Linked DNA regions of Xenopus laevis: region 2 is linked to region 1. Evidence: chromatin contacts called from public Hi-C data. All regions are on one chromosome and are shown on one strand. The core of a region is the stretch at or near the end of the contact, and the rest is flanking DNA. Distances in the headings are between cores, read along the strand shown.

Region 1 (4,801 bases), core at 1,006-3,505:
TTCCTGGTGCTGGCCCCGTCGCTGAAGCGGAGAGGCCCAGCGGAGGTAAGGAATTGTGTGTGTAATCATGCTGAACAATGTGTTTTTTAGAGGATGCAGAGAGGCCTTTTGCCTCTTCCTCCATTATGTTACAGTACATTGGCCATGTTGCAGTCTACCCATAAGTCCCCAAGGTAACGAATGAACTAGATGGCTGCATAGAAGGACTGCTTGCAAAATACAGATCTTTCGTTTAATGTTTATGATGGTTAACTATAAAACACTACAGTACACTGGTCCTGTATACACGGTGTATAACAACAGCACATTTAGCTCATTTATCTGTGATTTACCTTTAAATATTCGCTAAAATATTCTGCACTACGTAACTGCACAGGCAGTTTTATTTAGCTGCATACGTGTATTTAATATCACTGGGAGCAGCTATGATTGTTTTAAAGAAGTATGCTTCTTTACGGACTCAAGTCCTCCAATGGCCAAATTATCCCTAAAATGTTGTGCAATGCTTGCTCAGCTTTTCCAAGCAATATGTTTTTGAATAGTGTATAGCTCAGATATCAGTGCAACATACCACAAAGGAAAATGAAATAACAGCTGCCTGCCGTTTTTCACCCAAAACGTTTTTTTTTTTGCATAATAATGAAAAGAATATAACCCTAAGAAATTTTTCATTGCAAGTTAATCGCAAAGCTCTAGTGGATTTAAAGCGATTTGTTAATGTTATTGAATGTAAAGGCAGTATGTGTGCATCCCCTTTGGTTTTCTTGTTTGAACTCTTTGAATAATGTAGCAGAATCAGCACTGCTCAAAGTCTATCAGCTGCCTTTGGCTACAATAGTTCATGCTTTTTAAAAATAAAAAAAAAAACATCTTTAATATAAACAGTAACATTTATAGTTGCATTATGACAAAGTGGCACTACACTTTCTGGCCTATAAACAAGGAAGCCAAATAAAAGCATCCTTTCCAAATATGCTGGTAATATGCATTTTCACGGTAGTGGTGGGTCAATTTACACATAAACTAGTGTCACAGCAGGCTCATTAATTTTATAGAAAAGTTGAGCTTTAGCCTATTATTACCTAAATGAACTTTTATTCTAGAAAATGTTAAAAACATTTAACCCTTTGTAAAATGCCTTCCCCCCAACACATCACCGTGTTATCTTACATTGCAAAGCTGAGGCTGGGTAGCAGGGGAGCTCTTCCACCCTCTTTCCCTGTAGCTTGCTGGAGAAGCTCTGTGTCCTGGTTACATAGTTACTGGGAAAGATGCCCACACGATCTTGGATCTTTCCAGTCCACCATCCCTCATCGCCAGACACACTGAAGTCTTTGGACAGAACCTGGACCAGGTCACCCAGACGCAAGGTCAGCTCATCCTCTGCAGATGCCTCATAGTCAAACACAGCCGTCCAGTACAAAGGGTTAGTTGCGGAGGAGGAGGACGAAGGCTGTTCTGCAATGGCAACTTCACCAGATCCTCCTCCGCCGTCATCCTCTTCTTCCATACAATCCTGTCTAGTCGGTGTACTGCCTCTCTCCTCCTGTTCTTCATCCTCCTCTGAAACCAACGGCACAGGTAACGCTGAGGCATTTCCACCAGCCCTAGTTGCCCCAAAGGTAGTTTTGCTGCTGCCAGACAAAGAGAGGAGAGATCTGAGGGGCTCCATTGAAATGATCCATAGGGGAGGATTAGGGTTTAGAGCCTTGTGCTCATGCACAGACTAATAAATGTGAAAGTGGATCAGAAGTCATTATATTTAAGAAGTCAAGACGTGTATTACTAGTACAACGCAAGGTGCCTGCTATCATAAGATGCTGAGAAGCCTGAGGTTGCACTGCTGGGATTGGCACAAATAAAACCAGGTACCAATCAATTACCAGGCCCTCTGCATTCAGTGAGCTGCAGACTTCAGAAGGAGGGAGGTTGCTAGAGCAGCATCTTTTCTCTACACCTAGTTTTATCACAGTTTTCCCGGTCCCGGTAGAGCCGTATGAGAATGTGACAGGCTGGGGCTGAGTTCAAACGTCATCCTCTAATCCGCGTAAATGCACCGTGCCCGGGCTTTTCTTGATACAGCCCGCAGTCCCGGTTCGACACTTACACCTTCCGCATAGCTGTTCACTGCAAGCTCCCTCCACCCACTCTTTCACAAAATCCCGACGCTTCAAATCTCATCTCGCGAGACCGGAGTCACGACTACACGTAAACGCCGCGACGCATCACTTAGGTGCCTCGTAAGAGCGACGAGTAGAAACTAAGTTTCTGTCAATCCGAAGCGGTCTATTCCACTCTGTCAGGCTCAGTATCCCAAAGCAACCAATCAGTGATTAGCTTTTTTCTGCCAGCTGTAGGTTGAACACTGAAAGCAATTATCTGATTGGTTTCCACGGGTTACTGCCCAGGTGCAAATTTGCCCAGTGTTTATAAATAACTGTTTTATTACTGCTCGCACTACCTCCTACTTTTGTTTGAGAAAAAAAAAAGAAGACTTTTCTGTTGTTTTAGTTGCCTGCCCGCTGCCTCCTCAGATTCCAACATTTCCTCAGAAGTCATTATAATTTCTGCTTAGAGCTCCGAATTGTGGCACGGACCTGAAAAATGACATTTTCGTGTTTGTCAACAGTAACTTCTGCCGTCAGAACTTTTCCTTCCAATTTGACTGAAAAAGGAAAGTTTTTTTTTTTTGTTTTTTTTTTAAAGGGGAACTCCGGCTTCCAAACCAAGATTTGATAAAGAGACCCTAATATACCCATCACCATTATCGGTTTCTTCAAAAAGTATATAAATAAATAAATGCCATTTTCTATGCTGAAATCCAGCTGTTTAAACAGTTATTCTCTTTCTGCAACATTTGAAATCCTGGCAGGGAAGGAGGGACTAAACATTTATGTTACAAATTGTAACAACTTCTCCACATCTTACAGACAGCATGCAGGAACTACATAACCCACAATGCATTGCACTGTGATGTTCCTTTCCTTATTGAAATCACATGTGCAGGGAATTGTGGGGACCAAAGAATAGCCAAACTTTTTTGCAAGGACCGAGGTCGGGAAGGGGGTCAGGGAGGGGGTAGGAGGGGCCGGCGTCCAATTTGGCACGTGTTAATTGTTTTGCAGCCCACTTCAGGACTGTCCGCTGGACCGGTTCTGGGCCACGGCTTGGCAGTTGGTGTCCCCTGGTTTGGAGGATACAGGCTGTTGATACAAAGTAACAGTAGTCAGACAGCTCAGCAAAGTAGTCAGAGAGATCAGCAGGAGAGCAGGGGGCTGGGCTTAGGGAACTGTCAGAAACCATTAAAAAATATCATGAAAAGTCTGCATATTTTTTAAATGATGTATATTGCAAAGTTGCTTGAAAATTATGTTTACTTTTCAAAAAGCTTAAGTTATTTTTTTGTGTAGTTCCCCTTTAATGCAAACTAGGGCCCAGGGAAATTAAAGGAGACGTTGTGTGAAAAATAAGGATGTGCCAGTACTTTATACTCTTTTAAATGAATAAGGAATGTGCTTTAAAAAGTGTTCTTTTGGGTCGATTTATTGAAAATAATGCAAAAATGCTGTTATCCCTGCTTCCTGATGCTTGCACCACTCAACACACTGCACTGTCGGATAGGAACCAATCAGCAACTAGGCTGACCTGATAGGAAGATTATCCAATAACGATCAGCAAACTAATGCTGGAGAAGGAGTACAATTAAAAAGGGAAATAATAGAAAACAACATAGTGTCGTATTTAAATTTAATCACCACTTGTGCTACTTATAGTGACGTCTGTCAAGAAATTTTGGGTTTTGTTACCCTTTAAACAAACAGACCATGAACATGTATGTGTATAAGGATTAGTTAAAGTTTTGTCTCTACAACATATTTTTCACCAATTTGTCAGCAGCATCTCTGGAGTATAAGCAACTATTGTATCAATTCTAATCGCTGCCTTTAAAGGGGTGAGTCACCTTTAAGGTAACTTTTATTATGTTATAGAATGGCCAATTCTAAGCAACTTTTTTTTAATTGGTTTTCATTATTTATTGTTTATAGTTATTTGGCTTTTTCTTCTGACTCTTTGCAGTAGGCACGTGCCTAGGGTGCAAAGCAAAGCTGGGGGGGGCACCAGGTACATACCTGCTCTATCGCCTACCCCACATGTGGCCCCCAATTCCCAGGCTTCTTGCACCGGCGTCACTTCGCGCATGCATCACTTTGCGCATGTGCACACAGCCAGGTGCCGGGGCCGGCCAAGTTGCCTAGGGCGCCTGGCCCAGCTCTGTAGGGATCCTTAGGACACACCCACCCCTTATTTGAAATGTGGACAGATCTATAGGAAGCTCCAAAAGAAGGAGTATTTTTGTTCACATGTGAGGCAAAACATGGGCTAATGGGTGAAATTGACCAAAAGTAATCTTTTACTCTTTGTTTCCTAATTCTGATGGGTGCAGGTTCCCTGTCAGTTCCTCAGAAGAAAGTTCTGAGACCCCAAAGGGCCTTAGTGAAGACCAATGCTGGCAGGGGTTTCCCGTTTCATAAAGGAGTTAGGCTTGTGCCCACAAGGCTGAAATAGGTCTGCGTATGTCAGTGAAATATGCAGGCCAAAAAACAGCCCCTACGTGGGCATTAGCTTCCCCTCCTGCCTGCATCATGGCTGATTTCGGCACGATAATGCAAAGTCTTGTTTTTCTTACCGAAACCAGCTGCATGTGCCTGCACCTGAGCCAACATAATGGTTCCCAAGTGCAGGCAGAAGAGAAGGCTCATGCCCGTGTAGGGGCTAATTCTCTGCCTCCGTATTTCAGTAG
Region 2 (5,075 bases), core at 936-3,435, 200 kb before region 1:
TAATCCAGGAGCAGATTCTGAATTATTATAATTGGATACATTTTTAGACTTCATGAGTTTATATCAGCAGCGACTTTGTAATATTAGCAACAATTGTATCAATTCTAACACCAGCCTTTAATGAATATTAGGGATTCTGTTCAACAGGGACAAAGATAGTTGTTAAATACAATCCAAAATTAATCCAAATTCAAAACAATACATTTGTAGCCTTACAGATCATTTGTTTTTTAAGGGAGTCAGCGACGCCCATTTGGATGCTGCAAAGAGTCAAAAGAAAATGGCAAATAACTATAAAACTATAAAAAATAAAATTCAATTAGCATTTCTAATGATGGGGCCAAACTAATTGGTTAGGAACAGCAGCAGCGAGCTCACACTATGTGATTACAGTTACATTTTCCACAATAAGTGGACCTTACACATATATGTTGTTTCTAAAGTATTGTTTGGCTTCGGGTCATCATTCTGCTATATCTGTGTTTAACCCTAGGGGCTCTGACACTTAGGGACAGATTTACTAAGGGTCGAATTTCGAAGTTAAAAAAACTTTGAAATTCGACCCTTGAATTGAAATCCCTCAACTGCGAATATCGAAGTTGAGGGATTTTTACCGTATTCGATTCAAGCGATTCTTAGCGATCGGTCGAAGAATTTTTATTCGACCAAAAAAACCTTAGAAAAGTGCTCTGGAAGGTCCCCCATAGGCTAACATTGCACTTCGGTAGCTTTAATGAAGTCAAAGGTTTTTTTAAAGAGACAGTACTTCAATTATCGAATGGTCGAACGATTTTTACTTCGAATTGAAGTCGAATGGTCGAATATAGCCTATTTGATGGTCGAAGTACCCAAAAACATTTTGCAATTCGAACCATTCACTCGAGCTTAGTAAATCTGCCCCTTAAAAAAAAATAAAGTTGCGGTAATATCTCAGAAACCACTTAAAAAAATATGATTGTAAATGGCAACAGTTCTCAGTTAATTTGAATACATTAATATCAATCAAATTTGGGTCTACTCTAGATCCCATTGTTGGTACACACAGGGTCCACTAAAAAGGGCCATGCTGCATGCCTCACTCTTACCTCCTAACTGTCCTATTTTTTGCGGGTCAGTATTGATTTTGACAGCTCAGCCCGCAGTGCCAGCATTTTATTAAAATGTACTGAGTTTCTCTTTTATCTCCTGCACTGACACCTTTTGATCTGTGACAATTGCAACGTTTCTGACCTGCTCCAGGTCCTTTATCAAGCACAGTAGAGTAAAATCAGAAGTTAAAGCAAACTTAAGCTGGCCATAGACGCAAAGATCTCGTACGAATCAAGGATTCTTACGATTTTCGGAACGTGTGTGGAGAATCCCGACATTTTTCGTCTGGCGGAGATCGATCGGAAAGGTTAGTAAATTTCTGTCGGCTGTGGATAATATCTCTGCGTGTATTGCCGATCGTACGATTTTCTGTACGAGACCGTCACTAGCTTTGTCTATCGTACGATTGCTGTCAGGGGCAGAACATGGGCTGATCTGTTCTTTAACTAATTTATTTGGTCAGAATGGGAAGACTTTGATCTGAATGGTTAGTGGCAGGTAGGGAGATGGGAAAGTCAGATCTTACGTTGATTCGTACGATCTGATCTTTGTGTCTGTGGCCAGCTTTAGGCTGGCTCTCAGGTTAGCATAAGCAATCATAATCACAGGGGGCAGGTCACGTGTCAGTACATTTCCCGACCACCCCCAGCAATGATTCCTGCCCTTATCCTTTAGGCACCCACGCGCCTTTTTTAATCCTATTCGTTTTGCTGAAAGATACAGGGAATATCTCTCAGTCCAGTCATACCAAAGTGACGACTTCTCTTTTTATAAAAAAAAGGGTGGAAAGTCACAAAAGATACCAGTGCTCTCACCTTCACACTGGTCAGGTACCTGAAATCCCCACAGAAATGAGCAAGTAAAAGTTATCTCTCTTCTACCTGCGCATCAGAGCTTAGAGCAGAGTCCCACGTGACACTTACCAGCATAGGCGCCCCGTACCGGAACGTTTTATTTTTTCTCAGGCTGCGCCAAATCGAGCTCGCCATGTCACCTTCTTACTTTTATCACAAATCACCTTGGGGGAAGATCGACACCATACACACAAAATACAAAACTTCCGGAAAATAACCGGCGAATCACAGTGCAGCAACACTTCTCCTACGGAATCGCCGCCGCGGAAACCAACGTCCCCGCTCAAAAGTTCCGGACTGAGTTGGTTCCGCCTTCAAAAGTGTTCGTCTGACAGTGTGCTTTCCTATCTGAAATACAATTCAACAATTATGATTATAAGATGAGAGATAGATAGTTAGATAGAGAGAGATGATGATATATGGAGAAAATACATGTGTTTTAAATAAAAAAAAATGACATACGTTTGTATTTGAGGGGCACATTTATTTAGCTCGAGTGAAGGTCCCCATAGGCTTCCTACCCAATTTCTGATCGAAGGAAAATCGTTCGATTGATGGATTAAAATCCTTCGAATCGTTCGATTCGAAGGATTCAATCATTCGATCAAACGATTATTCCTTTGATCGAACGAATAGCGCTAAATCCTTCGACTTCGATATTCGAAGTCGAGGATTTAACTTCGACAGTCGAATAATGAGGGTTAATTAACCCTCGATATTCGACCCTAAGTAAATGTGCCCCCGAGTGTCTTTAATACTAGGGATGCACCGGATCCACTATTTTGGATTCGGCCGAACCCCCGAATCCTTTGTGAAAGATTCGGCCAAATACCGAACCGAATCCGAACCCTAATTTGCATATGCAGATTAGGGGTGGGAAGGGGAAAAAATATTTACTTTCTTGTTTTGTGACAAAAAGTCACACAATTTCCCTCACCACCCCTAATTTGCATATGCAAATTCGGATTTGGATTCGGTTTGGCCGGGCAGAAGGATTCGGCCAAATCCTGCAGAAAAAGTCCGAATCCTGGCCGAATCACGATTCGGTGCATCCCTATTTAATACATTTCCCCTATTTTACATCTTCCTGGATTTGACATCTTTTTTCCCTGGTCCCCTGAAAAACGTAAATTCGGGGTTCTACTTGTAATAACACAATGATAGGTTAATAAAGATAACGAGGATAATAGAAGATAAAATAGGATAAAATAATGATAGATGAATAAAGACGATAAAAAAGAGATGTATTCAAATGTAATACACATGATTATGATAGAGGAAAAGCTAAAAATTAAAATGATAAAGATAAACAGATGAAAACATAAATATAGATGAAATGAAGATAACCGATAGGTAATAGATGAAAAAGAAGTAGTTGAACTCAAGAAAAATAATGATATAAATATGACAGGTAGATTATAGATCGGTTCATCCTGAGTATAAACATGTATTAGAACAATAATGATGTAATAAATCTGCACAGGTATTTCAAAAACATTGAACAAATCGCTCTTTCGATCAATAGAGGGAGCTCCATGAACATCATACCATTCTTCCAGGGTGTCTCGGTTCACTTCTCCGAAATGGCTTATTGATTGAGGCTATACAGTGTGCTGTGAATGCTTTGGATCTATGTTTTCAATGTTTTGCTGAATGCCAAGTCTTTAAAAGGACTGGATTCCATTTAGGAAATCATGCAAATAAAATTGCTTGCTTGCAGGATTAGTTGTCAGAGGAAATGTATGCTTTGGACTGATTCATGCTGAAACCAAGCCTTCTTTCTAGTGTTGTTTGTTACCAGACACAGCAAGGTATATTACATACTTCAGCTTTGTCATATCAACTCATACAGTGGATATGAAATCTGTTTGGAAGACACATTTGTGACTAGCTGCTTTTTGATCTGATACCCTTTCTTGGCATTTCTTTATCTTAACAGTCACCTTTGCTATCACTGTCTAACAGATTGGGTATAAAAGAACACTATGTTTTATGCTTTATAATTTTTGTCCTTTATTAGTATATAACCCAGGGGGAACTTCAGTTTAATATCAATGGGAACAGAATAAAATAGTGGCATTAGTTAAAGGACAAGGAAAGTCTAACAAAGATATTAAATCAGTGGACAGGTATGCCTCTATTGTGCTTTGTGTCTGTTTAAATGCCGAAGTCTAGAAAAAAATCACAGAGTACATTTTTTAAAAAAAACGGAATGCACCTTTCCTGCACTAAGACCAAGACTAGGAGTTTACATACTAGCTGTGATAAGAAAGTGGTGCATGTGCATTAGCACCGATTTGGGGTGAGCATTTTCTTTACAGCGCACAAATATATATGATGCCCTAGGACCAGCAAGTGGGGAAACTTTGAAGCATGCACAGAAGAATTGTAGCGGCCATCTTAGTGACGTTAGAAAAGTGAATGATGGAGCATTCCTGTATTTAGTTAAGAGATGGCACTGCTGGGAAAATAGGGGGTACTTTGAAAACATAACTTGGCAATCAGTTACACAAGAGGGTTGCCAATAACATATTAAAGACTTGTAGTGAAGGGTTTCCATTCACTACATCAGAATTACCTTTAGAAAAAAAACAGAGATTCCTGGGAGTACAGAAGAAGGGTACTTTTCCGTGCTTGAATTGTGTTTGTTGCGCTTCGATAATTAAAAGGTCACGTATAAATCATCCCACTAAAGGAAAAAACTTAGCTTGAATGACTATGCCACATGTAAAACTACAGTGCCCGTGTAGTTCTCAAGGTAGTACAACCATTAAGTCGTGGTGGTAATTTCAAGCAAAAGATGCTACAACGTGAAGCCAAATGGATTTCAAAATTGAATTCACTAGCCCCAGTAGGGCTAAATGATGGCTGGAGTTTAAAATGCTTTTTATAAGAAATGTAATGTTGTACTCTTATTTGTTTCACATATAAAATGATGCCTATCCTCTCAGCTGGGGGTAAGGTAAGGGAAAAGCTATTTTTTTAATACGTGAATCGTATTGTAAAGTGTAAATTCGAGAATAATGTATTTATTTAGAATGATTGTGGAAAGGCACAGTTATGCATGTTTTCTCTAAATATCAGGACAGGTAGATCCAGAAATGGGTAGTACCGCCTTTCTTGTGTTTCTAT

What was found. Hi-C and Micro-C count contacts between places; a contact is called where the count stands out from the background.
Region 2: a contact with region 1 is called in a Hi-C map of the XL177 cell line, with 4 times the contacts expected there. The contact joins the promoter of cox16.L here to the promoter of map3k9.L in region 1. A contact is called at or near these places in 2 of 4 Hi-C or Micro-C datasets (the XL177 cell line and the XTC cell line).

Annotation. Positions count from the first base shown.
Region 1 is chr8L:98,978,291-98,983,091 of Xenopus_laevis_v10.1, reverse strand. It overlaps map3k9.L (mitogen-activated protein kinase kinase kinase 9), which reads right to left and starts at 2,255. Exons shown (of 10, transcript XM_018231096.2): 1 at 1,171-2,255. The coding sequence starts at 1,672.
Region 2 is chr8L:99,175,440-99,180,514 of Xenopus_laevis_v10.1, reverse strand. It overlaps cox16.L (cytochrome c oxidase assembly protein COX16 homolog, mitochondrial), which reads right to left and starts at 2,185. Exons shown (of 3, transcript XM_018231100.2): 1 at 2,013-2,185. The coding sequence starts at 2,078.